4 separate regions of the Mus musculus genome follow, and all the other regions are linked to region 3. A link is a contact called in public Hi-C and HiChIP or PLAC-seq data. All regions are on one chromosome and are shown on one strand. Each heading gives the region's core, a stretch centred on a gene start, on an enhancer-like site or on the middle of the called end of the contact. The rest is flanking DNA. Distances are from core to core; before and after follow the strand shown. Region 1 has its middle 14 kb from the start of Gm29856. Region 2 has its middle 39 kb from the start of 2310043L19Rik. Region 3 overlaps Cep170 (centrosomal protein 170). Region 4 has its middle 34 kb from the start of Gm29856.

What was found. Hi-C and Micro-C count contacts between places; a contact is called where the count stands out from the background. HiChIP or PLAC-seq counts read pairs in DNA pulled down with a chosen protein or histone mark.
Region 1: an H3K27ac HiChIP or PLAC-seq map of large pre-B cells shows a contact between it and region 3, with 2.6 times the contacts expected there. The contact joins two enhancer-like sites. A contact is called at or near these places in 3 of 115 datasets of contacts at active chromatin or transcription factors (large pre-B cells, microglia and pro-B cells).
Region 2: a contact with region 3 is called in an H3K4me3 HiChIP or PLAC-seq map of pro-B cells, with 11 times the contacts expected there. The contact joins two enhancer-like sites. A contact is called at or near these places in 5 of 484 Hi-C or Micro-C datasets (the G1E-ER4 cell line, brain, cerebral cortex and 2 more) and 4 of 115 datasets of contacts at active chromatin or transcription factors (the 230-238 cell line, T-cell acute lymphoblastic leukemia, large pre-B cells and 1 more).
Region 4: a contact with region 3 is called in a Hi-C map of pro-B cells, with 2.9 times the contacts expected there. The contact joins two enhancer-like sites.

The regions. Positions count from the first base shown.
Region 1 is chr1:177,466,923-177,472,989 of GRCm38.p6, reverse strand. No RefSeq gene overlaps it. Among named protein-coding and RNA genes, the nearest start is that of Gm29856, 14 kb to the right of the region's middle. Within about 2 kb of position 3,844, at least 45 of the 459 cell types and tissues checked have an H3K27ac peak or open chromatin away from gene starts, as enhancers often do.
Region 2 is chr1:177,679,511-177,684,792 of GRCm38.p6, reverse strand. No RefSeq gene overlaps it. Among named protein-coding and RNA genes, the nearest start is that of 2310043L19Rik, 39 kb to the right of the region's middle. Within about 2 kb of position 3,387, at least 45 of the 459 cell types and tissues checked have an H3K27ac peak or open chromatin away from gene starts, as enhancers often do. A contact at or near this core is called in the 230-238 cell line and pro-B cells, where this site is marked.
Region 3 is chr1:176,729,849-176,735,477 of GRCm38.p6, reverse strand. Cep170 (centrosomal protein 170) reads left to right here. Exons shown (of 20, transcript NM_001099637.2): 20 at 1-1,825. Among named protein-coding and RNA genes, the nearest start is that of Gm26104, 32 kb to the right of the region's middle. Within about 2 kb of position 2,432, at least 51 of the 459 cell types and tissues checked have an H3K27ac peak or open chromatin away from gene starts, as enhancers often do. A contact at or near this core is called in the 230-238 cell line and pro-B cells, where this site is marked.
Region 4 is chr1:177,487,639-177,493,151 of GRCm38.p6, reverse strand. No RefSeq gene overlaps it. Among named protein-coding and RNA genes, the nearest start is that of Gm29856, 34 kb to the right of the region's middle. Within about 2 kb of position 3,196, at least 71 of the 459 cell types and tissues checked have an H3K27ac peak or open chromatin away from gene starts, as enhancers often do. A contact at or near this core is called in pro-B cells, where this site is marked.

The DNA of each region.
Region 1 (6,067 bases), core at 2,595-5,094, 740 kb before region 3:
AGTGCTAAAGCCTTGGCCCTATTAAATGGCACTATATCATGAGGTGCTAGGAAATTGGGGAGGGTCAGTTGGAGGAGATAGGTTACTTAGGCATGCCCTAGGGCCTTCCCGTGGCTCATTTCTCTCTAACTCTTTATCTCTCTGGTTCCTGAACACCATGAAATGAGCAGGTCTGCTCTGTGATGCGATCTCTTACCACTGTCTAGAAACTGAGCTCTCTGATGCTGTAACTCAAAATAAATCCTTCACAAATCAACAGTCGTATGAAAATCCATATCTAATGCCAGTTGCTCCTGGGAGAATATATCCAAGACTGCTTTAACAAATTGCTACAAACTTGGGGGCTTACACAATAGACATCTATTGTTCTTCCATAGTCACAGAGGGAAGACGTCTGAAATGAACATGTGACCAGGGCTGTGCCTTCCCTAAACACTCTGGACAGGACCTTCCTTGCCTCTGTCTAGTTTCTGGTGGCTTCTGGCCACTGCTGGTATTCCTTGTCCAGTAGCACCCAACTAGCTTCTGCCTTCATCACCACATCCTCCCAAAGTCCATCTTCTTACAGGCATTGGACTAAGATCTTCCCTAGCATGCTGTGACCCCATAGCTGGGTTATATTTGCAAAGCTCCCATTTCCAAACAAGTTAGTACTGTTAGGTAGCAAGAGTTAAGACTCAAATCAGTCGTTTTAGGAATGCAGCCCAGAGCACAGAGAGAATGAGGAGGCACAGCTACAGGAAGATTGCACATAGGTACTGTGGTGTCACATGCACCCCAAGGGCTCACCCATTAACACATATTAAGAAGAAAAGTGTCATTGTCATAAGAGAAAGATGTAAAATACGCCTGTGGGATCTAGAAGTACAGATAACATGACTCATTAAGAGATGAAATGATAGATAGGTAGATAGATAGATAGACAGACAGACAGATGATATGTAGATAAATAGATGATAGAAAGATAGGTAGATGATATATGGATAGATAAATACATAGATGATAGTTAGGTCGATCAGGGGTAACAGGGATAGAGATGAAGATGGGCAAGGATAGACCTGAGGACCTGGAGACAGTATGGATCCAGCCCCATCAAGATGCTGAACTGTGAAAAGAAAGAGGTAGACAGAGGAATAACTTAATGGGATTGAGGGTATTTTTTGTTTGGTTGGTTTTGTTTGCTTCATTTAAGTAAGACTGACTGCACCAGGAGAAAGGACACCATTTCGTTTCGAGGGAGGTACTGAATATTGAGGCTATGAGCCTAGAGCTAGGGGCTGTGACACAATGTTCGATGGATTACCAGGATCTGGCATCTCTGGCAGATGAAAGAGGGAGGAGCCTGTGAGCAGGGGTCCTGGAATCCTTTCCTTAGTGTTTTATGACCCATTGCTACATGAGCGATCCCATATGCTGTCATTACAACAATCCTCTTTGCAACAACCATCCACCCATCTCCCCCGCAGAGGGTGGTGTAACTACATCTTCCTAGAACTGTCCTTTTGTGTTTCTTCGGCCAAAACTTATCAATAAATGCTTTCTGTGGACCCTGTCTCCTCAGGACTGAGAGGAGGAAGCATCAGCTCGCGGGGCTGGGTAATTCAAGCCATATTCTGCTGATGGTGACTGCACCTCCTTAGGTAGGCTGGACAGGATAATTATCATCATACTACACATAGAAAAGCAACCTAGGCATCATTGAGGAGAGCATTCAAGAGAGCATTACTGAGTAGAGGAAGTTTTAAGAGGTGGGGCCTGGTTGGAGATAGGGTTTGAAAAGACCTCTTTCCTCCTCCTGTGGTGACAGAACGGGCTTACTTCCCTAAAGGTAATGAGCTCAGCTGATAATAGACAAAAGCCTCAAAACCCAGGAGCTCAAGGAAACCACCGCCCCCTTTTAAGGAACCTCTGGTGTGTTGTTATCAGCAGAAAGCTGACCAATATACCCAGGATCTGAAGAATAGGCAGATACATATGGTACAGATCATTTTGATCACACTGGTGACTAGAGCTAATGATCACTTATTGATCATTGAGGAGCAATGACATGTCAGGGAAGCTGAGTTGGGGCAGGGATGCAGAGTCTATAAAAAAAAAACACAGGGGTGGGGGAATGGAACGGAGTGAGTTCTAGAAGGGAATGAAGAGGAATGGATCCAAAATGGTGATAATAGTAACAATAACCTACAATCTCAATGTGCAACATATGGTTTACAAAGCATTTTTACACTATTGGTTTGCATTTAGTCCTTATAATAGCCCTTGGAGAAGCAAGCAGAGAGGTACATTGTCCCCCTCCCTCCCCGGAGATTATGACTGTGAAGTGAGTGCTCTCCAAGCAGCAACGTATTCCAAAAGAATGCGGTGAGAACTCCGCCGCTGTTACCTGCCACCGTCGTCAGACATATATATCCTCCTGGATTGCCGTGGACAGCTCTTCTAGTTTGGGTGCCTGGTGACTCATCATAGCTAGCTCAGGCAGAAATCCTCTGGTCACTTGTCTTAAGGTTTCCCACCGCCCCAGCTGATCTCTGCTTCCCCAGCCAGATGTGCATCCTTCCTGCCTTTCTGTTGGCTGCCACCAGTGAAGGACTAAGAATGAACAGCCCCCACTGGAAAACTCAGTTAGGTGGAGTCCCAAGCCGTCTCCCAAGGATGGACTTCCTTCTTTACAAAATGACTCATCCACCCACCCGTTCCTTCAGCAAACCAGGGAATGCTCAGTGTTTACAAGACTCCAGGCTAGTAACCTCCAGACCCCACATGATCAGGACACACCTCTGCACTTGAAAGTGGAACAAAGTCACGCACAAGAAAGAGGTCAGGGCTGTGCAGGCCATGAAATGCAGAAAGGAAGACACACACAGAAAGGGGGAGTCCCTTTCCAACTTCTGTCCCTGCAACAAGAACCCTGGGGTAAGCAGCTTCTGTGAGAGAAGGGGGTTTGTTGTTGTTTGTTTGTGTTTGTTTGTTGTAGCTCACAGTTTTGGAATCTCCACTCTATGGTCCAATTGTCCCCAGGGTCTGTGGTGGGGCAGCACACCAAAAAGGGAATGCTGGGTACAGCAAGTAACTGTGAAACAGTTTGAGAACCAGGAAAGGAGCTAGGGTCCCATGATCCCCTTCAAGGTCACATCCACACCGTCCTAACTTCTTCCTACTAAGTCTCACTCATAAAGATTTCATGGAATCCAGTATAGACATGGGCTGCTTTTCTGTACATGAGCCCTCCCTGTCTCTTCCTGGTGCTATGATAAACTGTCCTGAGGAAAGATGGCCATATTCAGGCTCACAGTTCAAGGGAATACATTCCAATATGGTGGACAAAGGATGGCAGCAGGAGCAGAAAGCTGCCTGGCTGTCTTTCCTAGGCAGTCGGGAAGCAGAAAGAGGACAGGAAATGGGGCTGGATTATAAAATCAGAAGCAGGAGAAAGCCACAAGTTCTAGGCCAACCAGGGCTACATAGCAACATCCCGTCTCAGGTAGATAGATAGATAGATAGATAGATAGATAGATAGATAGATAGACAGACAGACAAAATAAATGGAGGGAAATGAGAGAGAAAGAGAGGGGAAGGGGAGTGGGAAGGAAAAACAGAGAGGAAGAAAAACAAAGGTTGCACAAGGTATAGATGAGATGACATATAGCCAGTGCACCGTTAGTGACCACCAATGCTATTTCACTTACACAAATGTAGCAGGCTCCTTCGGAGAGTAATTGGAAAGCCCAGAATCTAAGAATTGTAAAGGGAAAATCACCTGCCACCCCTAACGATGACCAAGTGTTGGTAACTGTGGCTGGTGACAGCCAGCAGGGGTTTCTAAGCAGGCAGCTGCAGTGCCAGCTTTGGAGATAGGCGGGGCTCAGCCCATCAACTGGTTTTGACCTTGGGCACACTACTTCACCCTTGGACTCTTGATTCTTCTGTATCACAGTTTGTGGGAGACACCAGCTTCCTGCGGTTGATGTGAGAATGTGAGCGTCACTATCAAATGCCCAATTCACAATAGGTCGCAGTGGTCTCAATGGGAACGAGAACAGACACGTGTGTTACAGGCAGTGAACGCCATGGCATTTAGGAATGACCATACAGAGGGAGCACGGGAGGCTGGCAAGGGCAGCAGAATGTCTCTCCAGGCCAAGCCTGGGAAAGCACTGACCTCCACACTCTATGGTTCCTATCTTCCACCTCTCTCCCTTCCCTCCAGGTCGGGATGCTGGCAGGAAGCAGCCTGTGGGTGGTGTGGAAGGTGTGGAAGCTGTGACAGTAATACCAACAGTAGCTGTAGTAATAGCTGGCACCTTCCTGGAGGATCGCTGTGTGCCAGGCATGGAGCCAAGCCCCTTCTCACCTCCCCCTCAATTCCAAGAAAGGGGGATGGAGGGATGGAAGGGTTCTGCTTCAGAAGCTAGGCCTGTGAGCGGCCTCCCGGAGATTGGGGGACTACATGGATGATGTCTGAGCCCCACCACCAGACCTTCCTAAACCCACCTCCCTGAGACCTCTGTTAAGTTTGTGCTTCCGAGAACAACCAAGTCAGTGGGAAATACACAGAGCGTGATACACATACCAGAAAGACTCCAGCATGGAAGAGGCTGACTCTTTCTCAGATTGGAACCTGCCCCATGAACCTCAAATCTACATTGCCATAGAAAGCAAGCAACCCCCCCCCCACACACACACACCCCAGCTCACAATGTGTTGAACATCAATTAAATGTAAACTGAGTCCTAAACACAAAAAGGAGATGCAGTAAGGCTGAGTTTGCTGGCCAGGATTTGTCTAGATGGGAGCCTAGCTTCTGTTAGAAGGCACGGACAAGCTTTGGGTACTCCAGAGCATATGCATAGTCAGAATAATTGATGGTAGTTTTCTCCATCAAACACAGGATGGTCTCAGTGGCCTCAGTGGATCCCTGATCCATGGACGATGTGGGGCATAGCCATCTCGTTTACCACTCTGAGTAGCACCAAGAGGCAGGAAGCACATTAGGAAACAAAACAAAACAACAACAAAAACCAAAACCAAATCTCAAATCCATACTACAACCCAGTTGTGTGACTGTAGATCAGTCACTTCTCATCCCTTATCTGAGCCTGAAATTTGACTAAGTTGAAACCCCGATTTGTGGCTTTCAAAGGTGACCCTCTTTAGTCATTCAAATCTGAATTTCTGGGTCATCAAATCGAGGCAAAAGAAACTGGTACCAGGCTTCTTCTAGATTCAGCATCAGTCACCACTCATACTATGGGTTAGGGTATTTGTGAGGCTCTGGGGGAAAGTCAGGCCGTTAAGAACTGTACAGTAGGGGCATGAACCCAGTGTAGGGGGAGGAGGGATCTGTTGCCAAGGGGGAGTGGGCTGCAAAGCAGAGTGAGCAAGACACACCAAGAGGAAAGGACAGTTCAGCTTGGGTTTTCTCGAGCCAGGCGATGCCAGCTTTCTCAGAACGTTTGCTGGGTAAGTGATGTAAGAGAGAGAGAGAGCTACCACCACAGAGATCAGCTAAGCAAGCACTCGAGGTTCAGGCCCTCGGCCCACCCACCTCATAGCTCATTGCCTTTACAGCAGCTATGCTGGTCCTCAGGCACCAGGAAAAGACGTCGACTGAATGTTCCAGGTCAGTGGAGAGGGTCCCTCTAAGGACAGATCCCTGGGGACAGAAGCCGCAGGTGGAGTGGCAAAGAGAAGTAAAAGCTGACAGGCACAGCTGAGCCCAGGGGAAGTACCAGCCGGAAAGGGGTGAGGCCAAGCAAGAGGAAGAGCTGGCACATCTGGATACTCACGAGGTGCCAAACCCTAGACCCATACACACCCTGCTCATATTATCTTTAATTCTTTCAAGAGATCTGTGAAGTCTGTATTGCTAGATCTACTTTAGAACAGAAAACCACAGCTCAGGCACTGGGAAACATCATGAACAACAAGAATCTGGGAAATGGAAGGAAGGTCTGGGATTTGAACCCAGATTCTGCCAATATTCTTCCCACCTCCCTGGGCTGTCTCCTGGGGAAGGACAGTATGGAGACTCAGGTCAGAATGGTGTATGATTCTAGTGCTTCCA
Region 2 (5,282 bases), core at 2,138-4,637, 950 kb before region 3:
CCCTTAGCGAACATTATTCATCTGTCCAGCTCTGGAACAAATGTGAAGAAATGAAGTCGCTTCAGTGAGGGGAGACAGTGTTGTTATTGTTGCTGGTGATGGTTCTATTTGCCAGCAAGCATAAAAACATACTTTGGAATCCAAACAGGCTTGTCAGAGGGAACTTTTGTTCCATGTTTGGGCTGGGATGCTTCCAGGGCAAAATCAGGCGGGCATTTGAACCTCAGGAGGCCAGGAGAGAGCTGCACACAGCAGCCACTGATGGAAAAGGCCAGCCATCAGCTGCAGTTTCATCTGGGTGTTATTTGACTGCAGTCTATGCAGCTTGGGCTGCCAACTGGGGTCACTTCTCTGAATGAGTACTAAGGGGAGGAGGGGGGAGCAGGGCTCTGTAGTCCAGGACGGAGGACTCGTCGGCCACAAACGGGGATAAACAAGCTTAGAAGCTTGAGCTTTTGGAAAGCCGCTCCTCACTTTAGGGCTTTGGAGAGAGAAAGTGGTCCTGATTCTGCAGGATTTATCTGCTGTCGGGTCTCAATTACCCCAAGATCTCTGGCAATGCCTATGGGATCCCTTTGCTACGTGGATTAACTGCCCTGGGGACAAAGCCATCTTTGCTGTGTGTGGTGAGAGTTTAGGGTAGAGAAACTCGTGGTAACGCTAGTCTCAAGAAGCCTAAATTGAGAAAGCCTCTGCCTTTCTCCGCTACTGTTACATAATTTGAGCTGACGGTCCCATCCGCAGCTGTCCCGCTGCCTCCTCCCTCTGCAGATGGGAGAAGCTCGCTGGGTGGACAGGCTTACACTAATCTATCTATTTGGAAGGCAAGATGGTGATAAATTACGACCATGGTGAATATCACTAAGACGCGGTAGAGCCAACAGTACTCTGAATTTTCAGTTCTTCCTCACAACCCTGCTGGACTACCTAGGGCATCACTGAATGTTTTATTTCACCTTGAGATCCTGAGATAAGATAGGCTCTTACTCCAGAGCCCAAAATGTCCCGGTCTGAAGTGGCAAGCTCCCCACAGGAGGAGCCCGTGAATTTCAATAAATGGAGGAGCCTCTTATTTTGTAAATAAAGTAACAGCTCAAGGAAATGAAGTGATTGCGCCAATTATACACCTAATTGGTGGCAGATTAGGGACCGGAGCACAGCCCATTACTTCTGCTTCCTATCCCACTTCTGCTGTCTTGAATTTGAAAATACCTTTCACTTTATTTTAACTTAATTAGTTAATGGACTATTGCTTGGCTGGGACTGGAACTCAGGTAGGCAGATGCTCTACCACGAAGCTGCATCCCTAGTTGGTCTTATTTACTTAAAAACATGCCTTAAGTTAGCCTTCAGTTTTGTTTTTATAGTCAGGCCAGAGGCCGCCACCCAGAGCTGTCTCTGCTTCTAACCTCCAGGTTCCTTCTCATCTCAACCACAACTACCAGGCCTTGTAAACCTTACTGACTCTCAAGCTGAAAGGATAATTTTCAGCATTTAACCTCAATTCGGGCCTTTAGGATGGAATGGGTTTCACAGCATGGCCTGGGGATGTTTTCTAGAAAGAGCCAGATAGTCAATATTTGGGGTTTTGAAAGCCATACCTTACATAACAATTTGAGATGAAAATGTCTTTGTCATAACTACTCAGATTTGAGTTCCCAGCATGAAAACAGCCAAAATACACAAGGCTCCTGTCTATGATCGCAGCACTTGAAAGGGTGAAGTCTGGGAGGACCGTGACTCCAAGATCAGCCAGGGCTACACAGTGAGTTCAAGACCAGTGTGAACTATATGACACCTGGAGTCAACAAAACAACAAATAACCGAAAAAAAAAATAGCCATATAGTATACTAGGTAAATGAGCACGGCTTCTTGAGAATCAATTTAGTCTCTGGGACAAAATCTTCTACTTTTACAATAACGAAACCCAATTTTGAGTTTCTATTCTTCAGCATATTATGGTCTAAGCTCTGTCTTTGTGTTTTGTTTGACCTGAGTGTATGAGATGGTGTCTCAGCTTGGGCTACTGTAAGGCAGGACTGGGTGCCTCAAACACCAGACATTTTTCACAGTTCCAGAGGGTGGGAAGTCCAAGGTCAAGGCACTGGGCGATCCAGTGCCTGGTGAAGATCTTGCCTGGGTTTTTAAAGGTGGCTGGTTAATAATTATGGACCCACATGGTGTGCGTGTGCATGTGTGTGTGTGTGTGTGCACGTGCGTGTGTGTTTAATCTTCCCTCTCCCCATCCTCATTTGTTTTTGAAGACAGTATCTGCTTGTGTAGCTCAGGCTAGCCTTAAACTCCCTTTATAGCTCAGACTGCCTTGGAACTTACTGTGTAGCTCAGTCTAACTTGAAACACACAATACTTACACCTCGGCTTCTCAAATTCCTGCTAGAATCACAGGCATGAGCTGCCATGGATTCAACATTTGTGTTTCTTATAAAAGAATATTAACTCCATTCGAGAGGGTGCCCCCTTTCATGGCCTGCTCTAACCTTAAAATCTCCCCAAAGTTCCTCATGTGACATATTTTCACTTGGAGGACCAGGGCTTCAGTGTGAACGTGGGATGCAGGAGAGTTGCCCAGGTCCCCTTCACAGCAGATGGTACAGGTAGCAAAGTTTGAAGATGGAAACAAACAAACAAACAAACAAACAAACAAACAAACAAACGATGGGAAGAGTCGGGGGGAGATTAGAACCTGAGACCTTTCTCCACTGTCTAGGGTATGTCAAACTCCAATGTGTAAGGCCTTGGACCACAGCATCTTTTTAAAATCCTCACAGCATCTAGGAGATAGAGCACTACAGTCAAAAACATGCTCAGGTCTTGTTAGCAGCTGGGCTGTCTCTAGTCCAGCGCTACTGTCTGTGCTTTCCCCAGCCTGGCAATGGCTTTTAAGGAATCTGTACGCAGGCGGGCATAGGGTGGAATGCTGAATCCCACTCCCTCAGTCGCTGCCTACTAAAAGGTTGTTGAATGAGTACTTGAAGGGATAAGAATTTGTGCGTTCATCTAATGCTCTCTTTAAAATTAACTATCCAGAGGGGCTAGGAATTAGGTTGGTTGTGGAGGGCTCCTCTAGCAACACAGAATAGAAGAGAAACTTCCAACCCCTGTCTTAAGTGAGCATGTGGCCCAGATTGAATTATTAGGTGTAGGGCTCCCCCTATTCCTCCAGACATCAGGAATCCCAGAGGCAGTGTGGGCATCTTCACCAGCTCAAAGGGACTTCGAGCCTCCCCATAGCGGGCGTGGTCTGCTGCAAGTGGGCGTGGCCCGTCTTTGGGAGGAGCCTGAAGAGTTCCCTCTCTGGGAGGTGTGGAGTGACTGCGGGTTTGGAGAAGTCCCACTTTCTCGAGGGAGGAAGCATTGGACTGTCCCGAGGGCCTTTCAGTTAGAGGAACCTGAGACTACAGTGGGCTCTCCTTAGTGAAGTCATTAGCTAAAACTGTGTGCAGGCCATGCTTCCCGGATGATCAGGATGCCTCTTGGGTGTGGAAACCTGGCCACTCTGCGCTGCGACTTCTCCTTTTTCAGGCAGAGCTCAGTTCACCCTCACAGAGGGATCTGGGTGAAAATTTCTACGGGGTTGGAAGTCGCAGTGTACGCAATACACTAGAGACTCCGCTCATCCTCTCCTTCTCCCCCCCCCCCCCCCCCAACCTGGTAGTGATGGAGACGGTTTTAGGTTGTATGTGTGCAAGGGTGGAGGTGGATGAGCACATGACTATCTTCCTGGTGCTTGCTTTTATGCCTGGAAACTGAGGCCAGGAAGTGACTTTTTTAAATACATGCTCCATTTCGAAGAGTCTTAGGGGCTGGAGGGCTGGGACCTGGAGTTTTGTTTTTACAATATAAAGGCTTCAAGCCCTTGCTGCACCTGTTTCTGAGTTATACCGGTTTTTTGTTTACCTTTTAATTTAACTATATGTTTATGTATACAGATCTCTTAATGTTGTTGATTACAGAAAAACTTTGTGTTATGATTGTTTTAAACTCCTTTAATGCTTATACAGATTTTCCTTTCTCATGTAGGGGTTTGGCATCCATGCATTATTTTTAATGTTTTTCTTCTTTTTAAAAATATTTACCAGGGACTGGAGAGATGGCTCAGCAGTTAAGATCACTGACTGCTCTTCCAGAGGTCCTGAGTTCAATTCCCAGCAACCTCATGGTGGCTCACAACCCTCTTTTTTGTCCTCTTCTGGTGTGTCTTCAGCTATAGTTTACTCATATACATAAAATACATCTTTAAAGAATTACTAGGTTGGAAAGTAAGAGCAGCAGAGTGCTTGCTCCTCACTTGGGGGTACCCAAGTTCAATCTGCAATGTCACCATAACAGAAGGTCTAGACATGTATGTATGTATGTATGTATTGCATGGTGCACAGGCCAGCAGACAACCCTTGGAGTCTATTCTTTTCTTCCACATGGAGTTTCCAGGGAAGCAGCTGATGATATCAGGCTTGGTAGCAGGCATGGTTAGCTGTGGAATCATCTCACTAGCCCAAAGTCTTCTTCTTTACATTCAAACTTAAACTATTTTTGCTTCGAAAATTCTAAGTTAACGGACACCCATTTTAAACACTTGGTCAGCAGGTCTAATATGTATTTAAGTGTGTGTGTGTGTGTGTGTGTGTGTGTGTGTGTGTGTGTGTGTGTGCGTGTGATGAGATGTTTAAATGCTATGCTGACCCTAATTCCATTCCCTTTCCCAGAGTCAACTGTTGTTAGGAATTGATATATGAATAGTTATTCTCTGAATTGTGGCATGTCTGTGAACACATGTACATGTATGTAGCAGTTTTATGATTGCTATATAGTACCCACCACTTAGGTTGTTTTTTTTTTTTTTTATAGGACTTTAGCTCTTGGTGATCTCTTCATTGCAGTGTTCATAGCTTCATGGCACTCTTCTTAATTGTGTCATATTGGATATGTTCCAGGTGGATATGTTGTCCTTCACTTACAACGGGATGACATAGTGATGAGCCAACTGAGAGCTGCAGAGGCATTTAACACATGCCTCACCTTTGGCCTACCGCAGCTTACTCAGCTGCATGGTGAATGTACTGTGCCCTGGAAGATCTCCGAGGTTCACCTTTAGGATCGTGAGGCTGACCAGGACCTGGACCTCCCTGTTGAAGGCCAAGCACTGGAGGACAGTGCCATACCACAGGCATTGAAACCAGGAAAAGATCCAAGAGCAACTGTACACCGCTTCTGTATCACCACAACATGTAAAAAACAAAATTCCCAGTTCTAATCCACTGTA
Region 3 (5,629 bases), core at 1,183-3,682:
CAGAGGCAGCTTATATCGGCTTCGCCTTTTGTGGTTCTGTGATTTTCAGATGAAATCATATCATTTCATCCTTTCCCTTCATAGTTTTTTTTTGTTGTTGTTTGTTTGTTTTAAGCCATGCTGTGACCTACAAACAAACTAAAATATCCACATTTCTGAGCCCCTGTGTCTCCTGTGCCAAGCTGCCCCCTGAGATGAACTTTGGCACCCGCTGTACAGATTGTTAAACCTTTCAATTTGCTTCTTAATACTAGGGTTTATATTATTCCTCACAGTCACTGGACACAGCGCCGCCCTGCTCTGTAGAGTGAAGCAGACCCTCCACAGCAGCCGTCCTGCGTTCTAAGACTTTCCAACATAGTGTGATTTATAACTGTTGCTAAGTAACTTGTCTTGGGGTTTATGGAAATTAATTATTATGTTTGCACTAAGATTTACTGGGAGTGATAGATGGGCGTATGCATATATCACTAAGGACTGACATTTGTACATAGGAAGTTGACAATACTGTATTGTTTTAACCCCACAGTGTTTTACTCCACTTTTCATACAAAGCTATTTGGCACTTTTCTTTTTTTCCTTTTTTTCTTTTCTTCTGTTTTTCTTTTTAAGGAAATACGATTTTGTCTCTCCTTTTAGATTAAATTGCTAGGAAGGTTAAATTTGACAGATAGTTTAGGTGGAGTATATTTTTAAAATTAAGAACATGTATATTTGTCCTGTGTTACCAAGTTTTTATGTTACAGAAATGCCCCTCAAATGATCATGAGGTTAATTTTTCTTCATTAGGAGACGTGAAGATCAGTAGTTGTGAGAGTAGTTGATAGTTGCACTCCCAGTCATTGAATTGCTTCTGTGTTTCCCTGTAGGTCCATAGTAACCCTTTGTCAGTCTTACACATTTGTAAGGACCCTGCAAGACAGCAACAACGACTAAGGCTTTGGGCTTATCGCTACTAAAAAGAAAGCCTGTGAAAAATATCTTCTCTAAACTTGGTTTTTGTTACTGTTTTGTTTTCTTTCCAGTAAGCTCACATTTCAATAAGTTTTTAAATAAAGGAATTATTTTTGTGTTTCCAGAACACTATAATTTGGGTGAATCTTAATTCTTTTAAATATATTAATAGGCCTGGATTTACTCAAAGGCTCTAAGTCTATAAAGAGTAAACTGCAGCTTTGTGATGTGGTCTTTGATATCTTAGCAATAACCTACGCTACATTTGTTTTAAGGAAAAGGTAACTGCTCTTCAAGGTTTTTTTTTTTTTAGGATCTAAGAAATCCTATGATGTTGGATCAGTTAATAAAAATGCAAAATGTTTTTGTAAGATGTAAAACATAAGTCTGCTGTGTAATGGATCTCATATTTTTCTTTAAATTAAAAAACAGAAAAGGATTTGTTCTCCTTGTAAAGCTAAATTCACAGCTCTCATGAAGTAAAACTTCAAAAGGATTTTAACAAATGTAAAAGGGAAGTGAGATGCTTTGAAGGAACAAACAAAACATCGAAGCAGGGTCAGTCCATTTCAAGAAAAAGTTATGCATAATAATCATGATTGTTCCCCCCTTTAGTTAACGTTTGGTACTGAGTCTATCTACATGAAGAATACAAGATAAGGAGTCTAAGAAGGTATTAAATTATCTACTTACGTTATTGTTTGTTTACACAGTTTTGTTCAATTATAAACATTTGGCCTTTTACTATGTTATTTTTATTTTATATGAATACATTCTCCTTATTTATTTTTGTTACATTTATTACTTTATTTTGTTATGCATTTACAACTCCATTTTTAAATAAAGTGTTTCTGGAACTTTATGCAATGATCATAGATTTCATGTCTTTTACCATGTGATATATTTTCATTTATAAATTTACCAAACAACTTTTTATAAAGGAACCTTCCAGTTTTAATAACTATATGATCATCCAAAACAGTATTCTTAATGGATTACTAACAAATGTAATACAATAGCTTAATACTCTAGTGTAACATATGTTCATGGATGTGTGCATGTGCACATACAAGCACACACATGCATGCACACAAACACACACACAAGTTATTTGTAGTCAGCCTTGAGTCATCCAAAAGCTTTCTGACAGTAGTATATCGGGGAAACAAAGGAGAAGTTTAAATATCTTGAACATCTTCAATTTAAAAAATATCAATTTAGACTTTTTTTCATTCTCAGTGGGTCTCAAGAGTCTTGAATGTCTCCGTTATTAATCAATAGCAAGAATTTCACAGCTTGATTGTGTGGCTTTCCATATTCTAACCCTGTTACATGCTGCTTCTCAGTATAATTTCTGCCTGCTCTTCCACCCTGCACTGTTTACCCACAGCCCTGCCATTCCTCAGACCCTACCTACATCTTCACAAAACTTCCTTCTTTGATACCATAGCAAGTGTCTTGTATACTTTCATTTCCCCTCTTCATATGACACATGTGTATGTACTTCTCTTACGTCACTGCAGGTGTTTCCTGGGTAGAACGCCATACTTCTGTGCCATTGAACTTCCTTTGTGTCCTTGGCCTTGTCTTTTCCAGGGTAGACATCCTGTTCAGCTTCTGCATCCTCTAACTTCCTTCTTGTCCTTGGACCTGTTTGCTGTGTCTCTGGCAGGAACAACTCTTGAGGGATTTCAGTTGAATGTTTTGAGATCCAGACCTATTCCTGTGAATGTGGTCCTTCAACTCTGATCTATAAAATGAGAGCTTCATCTTATCTAAGGTTCTTGTAGTTCAAGGGACTATGAAATAATGCTTCAAAAACACTGCAAGGTTCTTATATATAAACTCACTGAAGTCGCCTAACCCATCAGATTCAGTTTTGCCCAGACCTAATCCATTCTGTAGCTACTGTCTTAACATACTAAGCAGTATACTCATCAGAAGTAAACGGTCCTTGATCCTACACTGAGAGGGTGAAAAGCCCATTTTCCTCTAGTACCATAAGTCATACTCCTGTTGCCCCTTGGCTGATCTTAAAGGGAATACACACTGCTCTGTATGCTCAGATTCCTTTTGATTCATTTTCATTCTCATCAGGTTGTAGGAACTTTGTAGCCCTTCTCTTCCCTGTTTGCTTTCCTGTGTGCTCTTGATTCACTGACACCTGCTATGCCACAGTCCAGTTAGGTCTTAAACACGGTCAGAGGCTCCCCAGAGCTGTGGTGGTACCACCCATGTCTGAGATACTCTGTTGGACCTGTAGTTGCATGCAAATTACAGATCTCCAGGAAATAGTCCACAACATGTCTAAGTTTGGGAAACCTTTATGTTATTTGAATGTGAGAGTGGCCAGTACAACAGGAATCTAGAAGGAATATCTGAGCCTCATAGCTGTATATTCAAAGTTTTGTTTAAGTTCCCTGAGCCGAGCTAAATCACTTCTCCCCCCCCCCCTCCCTTCCAAATGCAGTTTCCCAAACCATAAAGCCAGTCCCTTGCTGATGCCTATATGTAGCTGATGTTGCCACCTGGAGCCATTGCTTGTTGGAATGTTCACTGCTCTGCATTGCTCATATGCATACGGAAACATGCAGTAAACATTTGTTCCCTGAAATCTTCTTAGTTTCACCATACTGTTCAAGCTATTGCAAAGTCCTATTCTGAAGTGGATGGACGTTTGTAGTTTTAAGGTATGTAGTATTAGATCTAGAATTGGCAGATATTACATTTAATTCAACTGCTTCATATTTGAGGTAGTTGAGGCACAAATGTAGAAAAGAGTACGGCCCTGTTGGGCAGTTTACCAAGAGTGTTAGCTGCATTATCCCCACGACTCTTGAGTTTCTCTGTTAGAGATGAAGGAACCTGCAATAAGAGAATAAGTTTTGCCAGACGGTGGTGGTGCACGCCTTTAATCCCAGCACTCGGGAGGCAGAGGCAGGCAGATTTCTGAGTTCGAGGCCAGCCTGGTCTGCAAAGTGAGTTCCAGGACAGCCAGGGCTATTCAGAGAAACCCTGTCTTGAAAAAAACAAAAACAAAAACAAAACAAAACAAAACAAAAAAACATAAAAAAAAAAGAAGAAGAAAGAGAGAGAGAGGATAAGTTTCCCCAGTAGTCCAATTAGGATTTGACTTATGTATTCAGATTGTTCATGGTCACCCACCACTAGTTTTCAACTTAAAGAGCTGCTAAACTTGAGCAAGCTGACCCAATACTCAACCACCCTTACATGCCACAGCCCCAGCCCCAGAAAAAGTCCTTCTTTTGGAACAGAAGCCGGAAATCCTGCTGTTTCTTATAAACAGATGAAAGAGTGAACCAGCTCCTACAGAGCTGAATGTTGAGTCCTACAGAGCTGAATGGTGAGAGCTCTGTCTGTGGAGGAACTACCTCTTGTTTTAAAAGTGAAAGCCAGAACTGTGACAGAAAACTGGTAGCCCTGGATCAAGGCTGTCACCAGAAATGTGCTTGCAGCATTTCCCACATATCCCTGGACAAGGTGAATTAAGAGGAACTATCCCTTGGGACTAGGTGAGATGCAGCTAAAACTACTTGGAGGTGGGAGGAGGAGGAATTAATGCCAGTGCTTCTTGCAGATACAAATAGCATAGGGGTTCCAGTGTCACTTTACAATACTCAGGGTAGTGGCAATAGATTTTCATTGAAAAAAAAAAAAAGTTTTGAATGAGATTAATACAAACACTGTTACATCGTTTTGTTTACAGCTTCTATGCCCCACCCCCAAGTCTCCAGAGCTTTGACTTTGCCTACTTCCTTCTTGAGTAGAGCCTCCTCGGTAACCAAAAGAAGTCCCACTGCACTCAGTCCAGTTCCTCAGACTTGAGTTGGCCACAGGATGCATGGGTGAACTGCCATATCTGTGCTCCATTGCCAGTCCATGATTGTATACTGAGTCTCTTAAGAAAAACACCAATTGACATTGAGTTACCCTGCAAAACTTCATAATGTGCCCAGTTATCATGGCACACACCAGAGGCAAAGGTAGGAGAATCTCTGTGAGTTTGAGATCAGCCTGATCTACAATGTGAGTTTCAGACAACCAGGGCTACACAGAGAAAATAAACAACAAACAACAAAACCTTCATAACGTATAACAGGAGGAGGGTTTTTTTTTTAAGACAAAGATGGTACCATGGTATCAGAAAATAGTGTATAAATTCCTTTTAAAATTGTAGTTTGTCCTACAATGCAGTCATTTACTTTGCAAGAGGAATCTCTCATCCATGAAAAGGCATACACAGTGCTTATAGGAATAGTATTTATAATAGCCAGAACCTAGAAATGTAATCCGTGTTCACCAACAAAGAAGCAATTACACAGTCATAGAATGAAGTTCTGTTCAGCAATGGGAAGGAATAAGCCAGCTACAGACATATGTGGTGGTATCAGTTTAAGAACATGCAGAAAGAAGCTGACCCAGCAGAGAACAGGACCTAGCTCATATAATTCTAGGAAACTTGAAGCCAGTAGCCACTGAGCACAGATAGGAGATTGGAAAAATATAAAAAAGGAAATAAAATATAAAAGAGGAACCTATAGGGTTGCAGACCCCTTTATCACCTTGGGTACTTTCTCTAGCTCCTCCACTGGGGGCCCTGTGTTCCATCCAATAGATGACTGTGAGCATCCACTTCTGTATTTGCCAGGCACTG
Region 4 (5,513 bases), core at 1,947-4,446, 760 kb before region 3:
GCCTGCTCCCCCAGGGATAGAAAAATGTGGGGAAAGCCATTTGCTTGTGGCTACACAGGTGGATGTTGAAGCTCCAAGTCTGGCTTAAGATACATTTTTTTGTTCTTGCCTCTCCTGCTTTCTCCCTAGCCCTCTTGCTCCTCCACCCCACCCCACCCCTGCCCCTTCTCCTCTCTCTCCACATGGCTATGATCAGCCTCTACTTCTCTACTCTTCTTTTTATCTCTGCCTTTCTACAATAAACACCTTGAAACCATGAAAAAAAAAAGACACATTTTTTTTTTCAAGATCAGGTCCATTCAACTTTATTTCCTGGACATTCACTCTGTATCACACAGCTTTCTGAGAATGAGCATAGAAGAAACTAGAGCAGTACCTTGGCCCATAGGAGCCTACTTTCTGGTAGGAGAGGCCAAATCATACATACATACATACATACATACATACATACATGCATGCATGCATACAGACAGACAGTGCCTAGCATGGTAACAAGAGGAGAAAAGGCTACGGTGGAAAGGAGGTGACCAAAGGGGACATCAGAGGTGGAGTAGGCTGTGAAAGCAAAAGTCTCTTTGAAGGGAAAGAAGCAGCCACCTTGGTCGGCTTGCACCAAAGGCACACAGCTAAACACAAAGTCTTGACATGGAAATAGCCTGGTGAGATAGCGAAACACTGTGTCAGCTTAACTGGTACAACAGGAGCTAGGAAACAATGGTCAAGAGGCCTTGTGAGGTGGAGCATGGGGCTCTGGGGCCAAGCTAGAGAGAAAGAAGGCACGCTCAGGTGTTATCATGGAAGCCATGATATCATGACCATTCCTCGTAAGCATGAGGCAAAGCATCCCAAATTCTACACAACAGATCTACAAACAGCTTTGGGAGCCTGGCTCACTGAAAACTGGGTTCCATTATGTAACAAGACAGAACTCTCTGGCATATCATGGATTCGAGTCCTGTGAATACAACACTGGAATACTGCTTCAATCCTGGTTTTCCTGGGTACTTGTCTCTATCTACCTCTTACCCTGTGTGTGTATCCTTTCCATGCATTTGGAAGTCAGTAATTTGAAATTGTGATCATCTTAGCCTCTAGACCTTCATTAATACCATTTTTCTGATCTTATAACTGGTTCCCAGTTATTTAAATACTTACAAGTTATACATTATGAAATAGTAATCAAAATAAGAAGTCACAAGGGAAGGAACATGTAATATAGAGTCCATATAGAAATCTTCAAGGACCCAACCCACATGAGGCTTTGTATTGTTACACCTTGGCCTTCATACCATACTATAGGCATCTAACCAAACCTGGTTAAAAGGTATTTTCATCACCAGAAGAAAACAGACAGCTAAGAAAACTTTTCACATTTTACATTTTTGATATAACTGGAATGTGGGTTGTTTTCTTCATCAAAACCAACTTCTAAAAAATAGCACGTGGCTCTGTCCTGGATGTGTGGAGCTGGAATGTTCTCCTGGAAAATCATCTTGGGAGGGGGGATTGTTACACACAGAAACTGCCCCAGGTATCGATTCCCAGTACAGGGCTTTGATGAAGCCTACACCATTCAGAGACACAGAGAAAGAAGTCAGGAACTGCAAACACTTCTTGACCCCCTCCATTTGTCCAGCTGCTGTGACCATGTCAGCCTCCCCACCGGAGCCCAGCTGCTCCACGATGCCCTGTGTGTGCGCCTGGCATCCCTCATCGGCACCACCGGTTCTTACAACCTGCAAGTATTCCCTGAACTTGATACTTATCTTCTTTATCAGCCACATTCCATAGCCACCAACTGTGTGCATGCATACGCACGACCTTCAAAAACCCCAAATCAGGAAGTAAGTACCAGTCTACATTTATTTTCAGGTCAACAAAAAGAGTCTCCTTCAAAAAAACGAAACAAAACACATACATGCAAAACAAAACAAAAACCAAAAGAAACAAACAAAAAAACTTTCAAAAATAACAAACTCTGTTGCAATGTGTGCATCTCTGCTAGGAAGTGGATGCTGCTGGCTTGTCACGGCTAGGGCCAGCGCTTGAGTGATGTATGTGGGGAGATGATAGATTTGAGCTGATCCATCTCCTCTCCCAGGTTGCCTGGTCCCCTCTGTGACCAATGGCAAGTATTTGTGAGACAGCTGGCTGGATGAGGGGTGAGGGAGGCTGTGTTTCTAACTCACCGGCCTCTGCACAGATCAAAGGCTCATTAGCATTTCACTCTCACCAAATCAACTTATTGGCTCAGATGATCTGTATTGCTTTAAACCTTTCGACAGCTGTAGAATTTGTCAACTAGGCAGGGTTAGGATCTGGTTTTTGACACTTCAGTACACAACCCCTGCACTACAAGTACCATTTCCGTGGTAATTCTAGGGTTTTGTGTTTGGTTTTGTTTGTTTGGAAGGATAACTTTTTTTTAAAAAAAATTATTCCCCAAAGGAATAAAACGCTAAGTTTGGGTTATAAATGTGATGTCTAGTCAGAAGAAAATTGAGGGGAAAAAAATCTTCACCTCACATATCAATCAAATTACTCAAAAGGTGAACTCAGACTCTCTGGTAAGAAGCACAAGGCTGGGGAATTACAGACAATGTTGCTTGTGCTTCTCGGGCTGTACAGTGTCACTGCTTCTGGGCTCATCAAGCATCATTAAAGTGGACAATATGGAAGCTATTGCCTTCTAATTCCCACTTCATTACTTTCCTCTCCTTTACTTGTGTATTTCTGTATCGATTGATTTATGTTGGATACAGGGTCTGATTATGGTGCCCAAGCTGGTTTCGAACTCCTGTGTTCAAGCGACCCTCCTGCCTCAGCTCCCAGACAGCTGGGATAGATAGATCTGTGTCACCAGTCTGCTGGGAATTCAGTCCTGTCACCTGACTGCTATGGAAACACAATCTCCTTCCTGTGCCTCCCAGATAGAGAACGAATTACCAGAACCAGAGATGCGTCCCTTGGATAAACTCTGGCATGATTTTTTTTTTTTAAACTCAGAGACTCTTTTAAAAATGCAAATGGTCTGGTTAGAAGGCCACGAGACTCACTTTTCCTAGAACGGACACTGAGGCAGAAGTGGGAACTTTCTGTTTTGTCTCTATTTGACAGAGGCTCTCCAGTTCTCTGTGTCGGGTGCCCAGTCTTTTGAAACAGGAAGCACATGGGCTGCTTTGCCTTTCTTTCTCCTTTTAAGAACCAACTGGTTCCCTTTTTTGGGGTGGCGTGGAAGGGAAGGAAAGCAGCAGCCTGCTTTCCACATGGGGTCCAGACGTGTATTTTGTGCATCCCACTTTCCAGCAAGGCCACAGCGTAATACTGACCGTGAAGCTGACATTCCAGGAAGGACTGAGAAGGCTGTGCCCTCCTCACTGTCAGGGACCCTTGTCTACCAGTCTGGTTCACTGAGAGTCTATCCTGAGACAGCCAGATGCTTAAGCTGGTGGCATCAAATAAAATAATGGAAACGGCCATTTCCCAAAATGAAATCATGAAAACTACATAAACATCTCTCTCTCTCTCTCTCTCTCTCTCTCTCTCTCTCTCTCTCTCTCTCTCTCTCGGCTTAAAATTTAAAAAAATGTTAAAAAAAAAAAAAACAAAAACCTCGCCTTGCACGGCGAGCAAGCAAGAAACAGCTGTTGAGAGGATGGCATAATGGATAACGGCTCTGGCGAGCAGCTCGGAGAGGATGGCTCTGTGGTCCTAGGCAGGGGTGAGGATGCTCCTGGCAGGGAGAAGAGAGGACGAGAGGATAATCAATCAAGTCAGGAATGCCAACCATTGCGTTTCCAGTGAGGACTTGCTTCTCAGTAGGCTGCATTTTCCCACTCATAATTCTCTTCAGTGGAACACACACACACACACACAAGTGAGAGAGGGAGGGAGAGAGAGAGAGAGAGAGAGAGAGAGAGAGAGAGAGAGAGAGAGAGAGAGAGGGAGGGAGAGAGAGAGAACACACTTTAAGGAAGGACCTTTTTGCTATTCTTTGCTAAGCATGTCGTCATTCATGCAAAGGCCCAGTCTCACTACCTTAGGATGCAGGACCTACATTAATGTAAATTAAAAATGACTTGAACCTATGGTCCCACCTGCAGAGATAGCAGAGGTAGGAGGATTGCTTGAGCCCAAGAGTCAGAAACCTGGACAACATATCAAGAATCCATCTTCTCTGAGAAAAATAAAAGGGCCGGGTGATCAGTGTGGTGGTACAGCAGACTCTGGAGTAGGGCTCCAATCCTCAGTACTATGCCCCACCCAGAGGAGATGAAGGAGACACGTGAGTCAAAGATTTCAGTGTTCCCTGAGCCTGTGTGTTAGAGTATCCATCCTGAGATCTCTTTTATAATACCCCTTGCGCAGCATTTTTATATGGACTAACTAATATGTCTACTATTTAATGTCTGTTCACTTTTTTAATAGTTTAAAACCTTTCCCTGGCGTATCTATCAAGAGTCTGGCCGTACTTATTTATACAAGGTTAAATTGTTCACAGATTAATCTGCCAGTACACGACTTAAACGATGTTAACGAAATGTGTCACCGAGCCTAGTTAGCAGCATGCCTTCACATCCAGATTGAGCATATTGTTAGCACTGGGTAGTTTTTTTTTTTTAATCCTATGCATTTTACTAAAAATAGTCTACCAAAAGAAAATCTGCTGTAATTTAATTGTGCTTAAAAAAAAAAATCCATCATCTGCCAGGAATTAGTTACATTAACATTAGAATTTGAAACTATGTAGTCAGCAAAAGGAAACTCCCCAGAAAAGAAATGTCACCTGTGTTGAAGAAGTAGCTGGATGGAAGAGGGTGTGCTTGAACCCCAGTAGAACCCAGGGGTCTGCTCCCAGCACCAAAAATAGGGGGAGGGGCATGCCAAAATGCACTCGTGGGGGAGGGCTTTACCTGTCTTTCCACCTTCATTTCAGTGGGAAACAGAGAAGATCTAAGGGCAACCTGGAGCTGAGGTAGGTGGAGCAGAAAGCTTTGCTGGGCATATGAGATAGTCGCATCCTCTTGACCCATAGCTGCCCCAGGGCCACCAGCACAGTAGGGCAGCAGCCTCCCACCATGGGTACCCCACCATGGGCACATGTTTCTCCACTCAGTGTCTAAGGTGACAGAACTGTGCCTTCAAAAGCCATAAGACTTCCCCTATCTACAACACTCTGCCTCTCAGAGGTCAACAGCCAGAAAATGCGGGGAAACTCAGCATACGAGCTTGTTTTAACTTATCAGCAAGTTTTGATGTGTGCTGTTTTCTCTCGATCCCCGCCATGCTGAATCAGCGGCTCAGCAAGTTTAGCTGCTCCGAATTGGGGGGTGGGGGGGCTGGGGGGCTGGGCAGGGGCTCCCTTTCTAAGGTTATTGTGAAACATTTGGGAGACAAAAGGAATGAAGGCAGAATGGGTACAGAGGGAGAAAAAAAAGGTCAAAACAATGAGCAAAAACAAAACAAAACAAACAAAAACCAACAACACAAACAAACAAACAAAAGACTCTATT